2 separate regions of the Gasterosteus aculeatus genome follow, and region 2 is linked to region 1. A link is a contact called in public Hi-C data. All regions are on one chromosome and are shown on one strand. The core of a region is the stretch at or near the end of the contact, and the rest is flanking DNA. Distances in the headings are between cores, read along the strand shown.

Evidence for each region. A called contact is a pair of places that touch in the nucleus more often than the background predicts.
Region 2: a Hi-C map of liver shows a contact between it and region 1, with 6 times the contacts expected there. The contact joins the enhancer-like site here to the promoter of LOC120834010 in region 1. A contact is called at or near these places in 5 of 6 Hi-C or Micro-C datasets (blood and trunk muscle, liver, skeletal muscle and 1 more).

Annotation. Positions count from the first base shown.
Region 1 is chr16:10,054,562-10,060,317 of fGasAcu3.hap1.1, forward strand. It overlaps LOC120834010 (dedicator of cytokinesis protein 9), which reads left to right and starts at 3,651. Exons shown (of 54, transcript XM_078090417.1): 1 at 3,651-4,183. The coding sequence starts at 4,067. LOC120833909 (FERM, ARHGEF and pleckstrin domain-containing protein 1) reads left to right here. Exons shown (of 27, transcript XM_040201543.2): 25 at 1,101-1,208; 26 at 1,627-1,778; 27 at 1,866-3,033. The coding sequence ends at 1,947.
Region 2 is chr16:10,100,358-10,106,113 of fGasAcu3.hap1.1, forward strand. LOC120834010 (dedicator of cytokinesis protein 9) reads left to right here. Exons shown (of 54, transcript XM_078090417.1): 19 at 71-163; 20 at 253-376; 21 at 467-585; 22 at 806-892; 23 at 983-1,072; 24 at 2,058-2,173; 25 at 2,425-2,494; 26 at 2,578-2,703; 27 at 2,799-2,870; 28 at 3,223-3,369; 29 at 3,453-3,536; 30 at 3,668-3,779; 31 at 3,915-3,962; 32 at 4,805-4,983; 3 more. Among protein-coding and RNA genes, the nearest start is that of slc15a1a, 14 kb to the right of the region's middle. Within about 2 kb of position 2,959, at least 1 of the 9 cell types and tissues checked has open chromatin away from gene starts, as enhancers often do.

The sequences.
Region 1 (5,756 bases), core at 2,401-4,900:
CTAGTTCTGCTCTTCCTCCGTAGCTGTAACGATGTCCTCTTCACAGCTGGGCCCGGGGCACACTGCCGTCGGCCCTCGTGTTTCATCCCTGCCACCGCATGCCTGTGTTTCACCTACTCAGTCGCTGTGTTTCTGTCCCTCCCTCCCTGTCTGTCTCTCTCTCTCTCTCTTTTCCACATGCGTCTGTGCGTTCCCTCCGTGGTAGAGGACCCTAGTCCAGTCAGTGGGAATAAGGCCCCCCCGGTGGGGTCCCCCAGTGGCCAGGGACCAGTGCCTCTGTCTGTTATCTGCTGGTACCGTGTTCAGAGCCTCTCCTTTAGTGAATCCTGCAGGAGTCTAGAGGTAAAGGAGCCAGGCAGACAGCAAGTAGGGAGAAAGAAAAAAATAGAAGCTTTCATGTTAGTGACACATAAATGATTTTACTTAAACTTGATTCATGAGCAAAAATTAAATTAAATACGTATGATGGATTGATTTAATGATCATATTTTTTCTATTAGAACGGCCAACATATTGTATATCGTCAGTCCCTTTTTACTGGATAATAAATACATTAAAGTTGCTTAACAACGGTACACGTATGAAGTGGTAAAGCAGAGGTTGGTCATAATATACTTACATTATTGTCAGCACATGTCATAGAGGACAATTACTAACAGTATGTGAATTCCAATACACATGCTACCATGCTAGTTAGTTATTCCAAAATAAGGTTTAGAAAGTCTCAGTAAATAGTTTAAGATACTTGGGTGAGTATTTTCCTCACCACAGTAGAGTGCATGGAACTCACTCACAATAAACACCAGTGCACATAGTCATTGTAATAAAGTAATACAACAGTGTGACTACTAAATGGAACATATGCATTATACATGGAATATGCTATATAAAGCGTTTGAGGATGAGTTAGCGGTTGGTTTTAGGCTCATTATGGCTGTTAACAATAATACAAATCTAGAATATCCCCAGATATATTCTTTAATTTCCATTAATTGTCCTAGATTTTAGTAAACAATCTAAACTCTGCACACTATTGTTGCTATTATAATTCGTATGACATTATTTAGTCGTAGATGTGAAACTTGCTTTTGTCTTTGTAGAACCAGCTGTCTGGAAACTTACTGCGGAAGTTCAAGAACAGCAACGGCTGGCAGAAGCTGTGGGTGGTCTTCACCAACTTCAGCCTGTTCTTCTACAAGTCTCACCAGGTGATGAAAATTCGCTCTCAGCTCTGTTTGTCCAGCCTCCCCCCCGCTGTGTTTACTCTTCTCCGGGCTTAAAGGCATCGCATCTCGGTGTGGAATGTCGACTCGTCGTGCCGCGATGGAGGCGTACAGGCTTTCACATTCCTTTCCCTTTTTTTTTGAAATCCCTCCTCTGGCTGTTTACATTTTCACAAACCACTTGGAGTGTCCATGACAAAATGAAACGGAATCTAATAGAAAACAAATTTGATACTTGATAAAAAGAGAATTATCACGAACCGATGACAAGATGTGTGTTTGATTAAAGGTTCTTCTGACTTTGCTGCTTTGCCGTTTTGTTGGGAGCAGCACTCTATGAATTTGTTTTTCTCTGATTCCAAATAAGTTTAGACCAAACGTGACGTCATATTCTCTTCCTCAGGACGAGTACCCGTTGGCCAGCCTTCCTCTGCTGGGTTACTCGGTCACCATCCCCTCGGAGACGGAGAACATCCACAAGGAATATGTCTTCAAACTGCATTTCAAGTCCCACGTCTACTATTTCCGATCGGAGAGCGAATACACATTCGAGAGGTACGCCGCAATCATTCAGTATTTGCACTTTCCTCAAGTCCTAATCAGAGGGCTGATAAAAAAATAAAAGCTTTTGTCTGCCGGCAGGTGGATGGAGGTAATCCGCAGTGTCACAGTCCCCCTCGGCAGCGCTCGCATCCTAAACAGCAGAGAGTCCCGTCCTCGCTGAGTCGGCTCTTCTCGCCTCCACACGCGCGTCCCCTCTCAGGTGGCGCGTCGGCCCTTCCTGTCCACCCGGGACTCGCTTTGCTTTTCTCTTCTACACATATCTGGGACATTTGTACACGTGTCCATGCACGTTTGGTGCTTTTAAATGCTTTAATGGTGACATGTCCGCTGGTTTAGACTGCATCAGAGACGGCAATTTTTTTGGCATTTTTACTCTCAACTCTGAAACCTCTTTTTAAGGATGTCATTTTGTACTGTTTTCTAATAGTCTGAACTACTTCCTGTCTTCCTGGTTTTACTTTTTGTCACTGGTTGTTTTTACAGCAGGAACATGTTGATGTAGATGTTCAGCAGTCCTTCATCTTATTGAGAAATGCTGCTTTTAAAATGTCCTCCAACTTCAGTGCCAAACTGGTTTATGTCAATGTGTCCTGGACTTTTAAAGATGCTGTTACGTTGGGGATGAGGATTGTCTCCTAATGCAGAATGCCATTGCAATTTAAACCATGTAAAAAAAAAAAGGCCGCCCTTTAACGCTCAATTCACACCCGTCGCAGCACGCTGTGTTCTTGTTTAAAACATAAGTGCTGAAAATATGAATTTATTTTGTTGGATCATTGACATTGATCCCAAAGTGGCCCGGGAGTAGCTGCCATCAGAGTATTGCCATTTCAATTCAAATATTTTATTCACTGATCTTTGTTATATCAATAACTCGGACAGCTTTTTTGTTACCAGCTAAAGGTCCCCAGCAGCGGGATGAGAAAGTGTGCGACTTATTCACAGAAATTGTATCATGAAAATCGATGTCATTAAAAGCTTTAAGGTTTGTGTAAAACAATGTAGAAACTTTCAGTTCCAATCAGCATTGCGCTCACTTAACTAGGCTGCCTCTTGTATACATATATACTGATGCCAGATCTTTTTATGGTTCCAAATGAATGGAAATATGCATTGGACGGGGTTTTGCAGTGATGCAAATGAAATGGAAAATCTCAGTTTATTGCAGCTGTTTTTTTTCTTTCTTTCAGTCCACAGAGAGCTGTTTGGAAATGAAAGCAATAAAAGACAAAATGATTCAAACTGAGATTTGTTTTATTTGTGTTTTTATCCACAAGGGGCAGGCGGGTTGGGGAGGGGGGGTTCTCTAGGGAGACGTCAGTAGTGTGTTTACAGCTGTGACCTACAGATGGCATCATTGAATAAGATATTTCAGTCCTAACCACTGCCTGCGAATTATGTTCCCTGTATGTATGTGCAGTAAGAACAAGCAATAGAAATACTCCTGCGCAGTGACTATTCCTAAAATATGTCATATCATTTAAATGTCTTTACTTCTGAAAACGGGGAAGCCAGTGAATGTGCCGGTATGCGGAAACAACGATAGAAAATGATATCCGCTTACTAATATCTAACCAGATTAAATGGATCAGCTGCTGCGTAGCAAGCAGTCAACACGTGTGTTTCTAAGTTTCATTTTAGACTGTCTGAAAATCCAATTCACATTTCTATTAGAAGACAACATTAAGATATTGACAAAGAGTGATATAAAAATGTGTAAGAAACACAGCAAACCCAATTGCGTCTCCTGTCTGCTTACAATAACACAATAGCCAAATGCTCCCCAGAGTTTTGATTTCTTTTTTGTTGTTGTGGTGGTGGGAAATTATTGGTTCAGACATGAGATTTGGTGTGAGAAGCTCACCGTCCAAAGTCCAGGAACCAGCCCGGAGTGGGCCGGCCTTTACGCGGCGAGGGGCGGAGTGCAGCGCGGAGGCCACCGGATTATACACCTCCCGGCTGGCGATGCGCGGCCGATGGCACACTTCTCACGAGGACTCTTTATCATGACAACAATCAATCCGGTGGGCGAAAAATAGATCACCGGGATACTGCGGGACGCGTGGTGGGAAAAAAAGAAGAAAAAAAAGTATCGGAAAGTATGCGATTGAGACGTGGGAGCGGAATGAGCGGCCGCACCGCGCTTCAGACTCGCGGCGTTCACTAGCGGGGATCGGAGAAAACGGACAAAACCCAGTGATGTTCTCCCTCTAAACCCCCCTCGGCCCGTGTTGACCCGTGGATTGAACGCACGTTGTTTGCGAAGTTGACGCGCAGCGATGGCTGCGGCGGCGCACCCGGAGACCAGGAGGTTTACGCGCGGTCTGGGTAAACCGGGCACCGCGGCGGAGCTCAGGCAAAGCGTGTCCGAGGTGGTGAGGACGTCCGTGCTAGTGGTGAGTAGAAGACGACACACCTTTGATGCCCGCTTCGCCTCAACACCACGTACCGCGTGGTGCGCTCATCGTCCCACATGTGCTTTCAACTAACGTGTGCAGCAAACTCTCTCCGCTGACTTTAGATCAGCTGGGTCGGGAGTTCGTGTGGGAAGTGTGAAAGGCCGTGAGAGTGAATGAATGAAGGTGTGTGACTGAGTGATATTTGAAACGGGGTGATTGGCACGTTATTGGAAGCCTTTTACTTGTTGCGTACACAGGTCCTTCACTTCCATCCTCAGCTGACCTCAGAGCAGCCGGGCTTTCTGGGTCAAGAACTGACGGTTCCGTTAAGGCGTGTGCGGGCCTGTACTGTAAAAGAGAGAGGAACAGATTGGGCCTAATCAGGGCATTTGGTACTTGTTGTCATTGATCAGTTCCCTTGAGGTGACATCATGCCGGCTTTCAAGGAAAAAAAAGCCTGGCTTCAGTTTCGTGCTTCAGGCACATCTAAAGTGTCCAGTGACGATGAGATAATGCTGAATTAGTCCGTCCACTCTGGAAGATCTGGGCGGCGAGGAGCTGCGTTATGTGCTACCTCCTCAGTGTCAGTTTTCCACAGAGCTGAGAGAGAGAGAAAAAAAAGAAGTCTGCCCCTTTGTTTGCAGTGTTCGGTGTTCGGTGGTCCTGCTGATTGTTCCAGCTTTCCTGGAAGAAGTTGCTAGGTAACCGAAACAGACACCGTCCAGGCTCTCCGTCAGGGAAATGGAATCCTGAGTCAGGAAGGATTCCAGACATCCAACCACACCTTTTTGTATTATTTATTCATTCTTACTCGTTGCACTGCCAGAGATGCAGGAGGGAGGAAACCAGACGTAAGACATCAGTTTGTTGGGAAACCAGCTTGTTTGAAAGGGGGTCAAGTTACATTAGAGAATCTCTTTTTTTTGTCTTTATACCAGCGAGCTTCCAGCAGTTCACTTGTTGATAATATCTGCAGATGCGGGCAGGGATGAGTTAAGAAGCGTTTGAGTAGTGGAGAGGTAGAAGTAGTATTTGTCATTCTGTCTGTCAGTGGTCACTCTGTCCTTGTGGTTGTTTTGTTCTCTACTCGTCAGGACTATTCAGGATTCCTTAGGTACCAAATACCTGCTGGCTTCTGAGGGATCTGTCTGGTTTGGGCCTTGTCTCTGGATGTGTGAAGCTGTAGAAGTGAACATACGGCTGTGTTGTTCAGTTGAGTGGGACAAGAATGCTGTCCACCCAACTCGTCATTAATTCCTCCACGAAACATGTAAAAACCTCAGCAGGAATATAGAGAGATCTGTACCAGGGATATAAAGAGCGCATTGTAGTTGTTATCACCCATTCTGATGGTTGTTTCAGCTTGAAACACACATTTTCTCTCATTTTTAATCTCATTTAGATTATAAAATACAGCCTAGAATGTATTACACATTGCGCACTTGCTGGACCCTCTTTGTTTATTGTTGGAGTGCAGAAAGAGATTTGTAATTGGCCGGCGCGCTCAGCTGATCCCCCTGTTTCTCCTCCCCGTAGTTCTGCTGGGAACACTATTAACTCCACGATGGCT
Region 2 (5,756 bases), core at 1,709-4,208, 45 kb after region 1:
AATCTTTCCTGCAAGTGCTTGCCCAAAGGAAGGCCCCTCAAACCCACTAAGCATTGCCCTCATTCCACAGCGCATCTATGGCCGACCTGGAGGACCGCTGTTCACCAAAAACGCCTTCGCTGCAGTATTGCACCACCAGCAGAACCCCGAATTCTACGACGAGGTAAGACACGCCGCCTAGAATGTCTTCAGACAGATATGGTGAGCCAAGACACTCGACGAGTGTGCGATAATCTGTGACCTTATTCACAGTTCAAGATCGAGCTGCCGACCCAACTCCACGAGAAGCACCATCTGCTTTTCACCTTCCACCACGTCAGCTGTGAGAGCAACAGCAAGGCCAGCACAAAAAAGAGAGACCTGGTTGACACTCAAGGTGACACATATATATTATGTGTGTATGTACTTTGTATATTATTGCATCCGGCTCCTAGCTGACTAGCTCTGCTTCCTTCTCGGCCCTTAGTGGGTTACGCATGGCTCCCCCTGCTGAAAGATGGCCGGGTGACCATGAACGAGAGTCAGATCGCTGTGGCTGCCAACCTGCCCGCTGGATACCTCAACTGCCAGGAGGCGGCCAGCAAGGTAGATTTCATCCTCCCCTTGTTAAGTGGCGATGGCTTGAATCCAGTGCAAAGTGCTGTTTTGAATAGAAATTTGAATAAATGTAAAGCCAAAGCCACAACCCACCTTTAAATGATAGTATGCAACAAAAGAGCATATTTACACACATAATGACTTGAGTATCCTGCAGGATATTCACTGAATTATTGAGAATTGTTATTGCTTTTTCCATGTATTGCAGCATTCGGGCCCTGAGGTCAAATGGGTGGATGGAGGCAAGCCTTTATTTAAGGTGTCCACTCACCTTGTTTCTACTGTCTACACTCAGGTTTGTTTCTGTTTTAACTTTTCTTAATCTGATTGAGTGCTGTGGTCTCATTAAAAACAGCGTTTGTGGTTTTCTTTGTGTTTCTCATAGGATCAACATTTGCACAATTTCTTTCATCACTGTCAAAGCATCGCAGCTACACCGCAGGTGTCTGGAGGACAACTTGTTAAATTCCTGAAGGTAAAACACTGACGACAAAATCATGGAATTCAGCGCAGATACTCACTTATACTTTCCAATTTATATTACAAAACGTTTTTTGTTTTTAGTTTTTCGATTAAATTCAATTAAAATAAAACATTCATTTTTTTCCTTCATTTTCAGTTTCCATTTCCAGTTTTTTTATATTTATTTTTTCAGCAAAAATGTGTAGACACATGTAATTGGCTAGCAATGGCAGTACGTACATGCCTGAGAGAAAATAAAAAAATACTGAGTCATATTTAAACCACAATATACAGCGCTGACACGCAGTCTATATTTCGGCCTTCGCATATTGTGTAAGTGAGAGCACATGCTCTTCAAGGATGCATGGATGGATCTGAAAAGGATTCTCATTTTGGGACCTGAAGAGAAACGTCAGACATGTTTAGAAACTTTTCAACTGCACAGTAGCTTTATACTCACTGTGGAACAGCAGACAGTCCCACTGGGATTGAGCTGAATCCCAGGCATGGGATTAACTGTTGGGCTTAATGTTGGCCTTTGTGCTGCAGCTTTCCAACAGTGCATTCTTCTGGACAATTTGTGAAAAGCTCTTTTGATTTCCATTCATACGGGATTTAGTTGTTCCTTACTTTGAGGCGATTAGGCAGATACCAGTAAATCTGTCAAATGTCAACCCCCGTGTTGGCTTCATTCTTTTTCCACTTTTTTTTCTTTAAACTCTCGTAATCCAGTTCTCGGGGTTCTCAGGTCACTCTTTCCCAGGCAGACATTGACAATGGTCCAATGCATCTCTCGGGCTCTAATGTAAACACAGCAGTGCACCCGAACAATAGCCAGAGGGTCAAACAGCAGGTCAGCCATGTTGACTGGCAGCTCGCCCGATTACTTGGCAGTGCTTGTGTTAGTTTCCTGTACGGGGCGACATGCACCAGTACCCAAACTCTGCAGTGATTGATGCATGCATACGTTTGAGATGTCTGTGATATTTTACCCTCAGAGTCTGCATGCGATGGAGAGCCATGTGATGATCAAGTTCCTGCCCACCACCCTGAATCAGCTGTTTAGGGTGCTAACCAGTGCCACCCAAGAGGAAGTGGCAGTCAACGTCACCAGGCAAGTGTCCCCCGGACGATCCCTGTTTTTAACTTTATATTCAAATGATGTTATGTGAATTAATATTTGAAATAGACTTCAGCATTCGAGTTTAAAAGAGAACATGTAGTATTTTTATTATTTACAGTGAAAATGATTATTTGGCATATTTGTCCTTATAAAGGGCATTAATTACTAGTGACTGAAAATGTGCAGGTTTTAAAAAAAAAAATGGCCCCTTCCAACATGCTTTATTTCCACTGTCTCCTTAGAGTCATGATTCACATAGTTGCCCAGTGCCACGAGGAGGGGTTGGAGCACTACCTGAGATCATATGTGAAGGTAGAATTCCCTAGCCACATAAAACGACTCAACATCTATCTTTTGTACCTGCACTCATAGCTGTCTGCATGTGTCCGGCACAGTTTGTGTTCAAGTCTGAGCCACAGACATCATCACCGACCCGATTAGTGCACGAGGAGCTGGCCAAAGCCATGACTGCTATCTTGAAGCCTTCCACAGACTTCCTCACGAGTAACAAGCTCCTCAAGGTGATACGGTTTCTAAAGCATCACACCGTGTATGATTTAAACTGCTGTGAATCTCCTCTTTATTGTTCTCTGATTGATGTTTGTCTGCCCTGCAGTACTCGTGGTATTTCTTTGAAGCCTTAGTCAAGTCCATGGCTCAGTACTTGATCGAGAGCTGCAAAGTGAAGGTAAGTCCGCCGCATCGTACTGTATGTGTCTGACTCAGCCGTGGCTGCTGCTTTTTAACAGCTTACACTCTTCACTGCGGTTACGACATGCCAGGTCTTGTGGACAGCCGCAGTGCCGCGGTCCAAGTAGGACGTATCCACAGTCTGGCCTGCTCTGCTCTGCAGTTTAATTGGCTGCATTTGTTTGTACCCCATAAACAACCACATCCCTGTGTTTAACCTCTGCTGGCGTACTGAGGAGGTCACAGTGGAAGCACATTTTTCTTTCATGATAAAAAAAATAAAGAACGTTACGGACTCTTTTAAATTGGGTTGTATTATTCAGTAACAAAGTGCCCGCTGTGTCCTACAGCTGTCCAGGAATCAGCGCTTCTCAGCTTCCTTCCATCACACCGTGGAGACGCTGGTCAACATGATGATGCCACACATCACTCAGAAATATAAAGACAACCTAGACGCCGCCAGGAATGCCAACCATAGTCTGGCAGTCTTCATCAAGGTCAGCAGCCACTGTTACTGTCATGGTGTTTGAGAGCACCGTGTGTTTTCAAGGATGTACTGAAGTCTTATTTTCTTCTGTAGCGCTGTTTGAACCTGATGGACAGAGGCTTCGTGTTCAAGCAGATCAACAACTACATCAACTGTTTCATGCCTGGAGACCCAAAGGTACATGAAACAGTCACAAAAAGCATTTACTACACATTAGGCTGTGCTACAAATGTGTTTTTGACAAGGGGGGTTTTGAGTATTATATAATTATGCTGCTGATTTGTGATTTTTGTCATTTCTTCATCCAGACGCTGTTTGAGTTCAGGTTTGAGTTCCTGCGTGTCGTGTGCTACCACGAGCACTACGTCCCCTTAAACCTGCCCATGCCATTTGGGAAGGGAAGAATATTGAGGTTTCAAGGTAAGACGATTATCAGACTCACCTCTCCATCGAGTACCGAGCCTGATTGTACTGTGAATAGGTTTTCTGTTGATATAGCACTTTTTTTGGACTCCACAGAAAGCACTTTTTTTCCTTTTTGTGTTCCTCAATTAGCTTTATTATCTCCAAATGATGCGGTGGAGCCGTGTGATGCTCTTGTCGGTAGGTTCAGGGGTGCACTGCTTGCATGCCGTCTCAAGGGCAGACAATGATATAATCAATCAACCATGAACATGAGCGGGAAAGAAATTTGCTCCAAATCCTTAAGTCAATCACCTAAATTCCCGTTTTGCCGCATCCTGATTGATGTTGCATGATTCTATATCCATCTGTTTCAAGTCGCTCTACAAACAGATTGTACTGTTTGTGGTTTGTGGCGATGTGTGTTTTAAAAGTTGAGATTGGCTTTTTGTGCAGATATGGGTGATTTTGTGTGAAGGTACGTTTTGAAGTGGTTTGGGATTTGTGACTATGACTTCAAAAGACACATTATTTACTGTCAATGCTAAAGAATCGGATGCTTATTATGCTTGTATGAAAGTTTGTTGTTGCTTTTCCATGCTTGGAACCATCTGTGAAAAGTTGTTTTAAGTATTTAAATTTACCAGATTTCTCTCACTCCAATTAATAAACTTTTTTTGTCACGGTAATCCTGAAAGCTTAATCCTTGATCTTAATCTTGTTTGTCTTTTTAATGATCACTGTTGACAGTTGTGGAGCAGCTGCTCAGTTACACAGTCTGAATCTGCACAAATCATAAACAACAAAAAACACAAATGCCAAGGTTTTCTAATTGGAGTAAAACATAATTCATTGTCAGTGAAGGAGATTACCACAGTTAAGTGGTGTTAACAATCTGTATTCTGTCCAAGCTGTCCTGTGTTCTTGTTATTGATTTATTTGTTGAATAATATAAATTAGCAACATACTCTAATTGTTTGTCACTCCATCTCCATTCACGTCAGCCAATCCTAATTTTTCCATCCGCCTCTTCCTCCACTCAGATCTCCAGATGGATTATTCCCTGACGGATGACTTCTGCAAGAACCACTTCCTGGTTGGACTGCTGCTCAGGGAGGTCAGTGCAGCTCTGCAGGAGTTCAGGGAGATCCGTCAGATAGCCATCCATGTGCTGAAGAACCTGATTATCAAGCACACGTTTGATGAACGCTACACCTCCAAAGTAAGCAGCGTCCTCTTGCCTCCCGCTCTTTCATTTCCACATCAATTCGGTCCAAGACGTTTGTGTCCTTGAGAGACTCTGGTGAGATGATTTATGTGTTTTTAGAGCCAGCAGGCCAGGTTGGCCACCCTGTACTTTCCCTTGTTTGGTCTCCTCCAAGAGAACGTCAACAGGCTGAACGTGAAGGAAGTCTCCCCATTCACCGTCAACCACTCCAACAATGTAAGGGTGCCACCTAGTGGCTTCTTTTTAACATTTCATCTACCCTTAAATCACAAGATAAATCAAAGAAATACATAAAAGCATCACGCAATACTACCTTGTGACAGCTAATCCCAACAGATATTAATGCCCAAAGAGAAGGAAGAACAGCAATGACATAAAAAGTGAACAAAACGCGAGCTGCAGCAGCCTCAGATTATTATTAACTTGTTCATGTCCTATTTTGATTCACATGGGGCCATACGAAATCACTTCTCCTTACCTACATGCCCTGTATAGTATGTGGGTCTGTGTCCATCATACTGTTGTTTTTCCTCAGAATGGAAGAGAAGATTTGCTGCTTTCCAACGCTCTGATGACACCCCCCCGATCCAGCACCTTTCTGGACACCAGCTTGCACAAAGATGTGTTCGGAGTCATCTCCGGCACGTGTGAGTGGACGGACGATTATTGGGAACTTAAAAACACATATGACATTTTTTTGCTGTTTCATTTTTTTTTTTGACATTAGTGTAAAACTGCTTTTATTTTGTTGTCGACGCAGCGTCGCC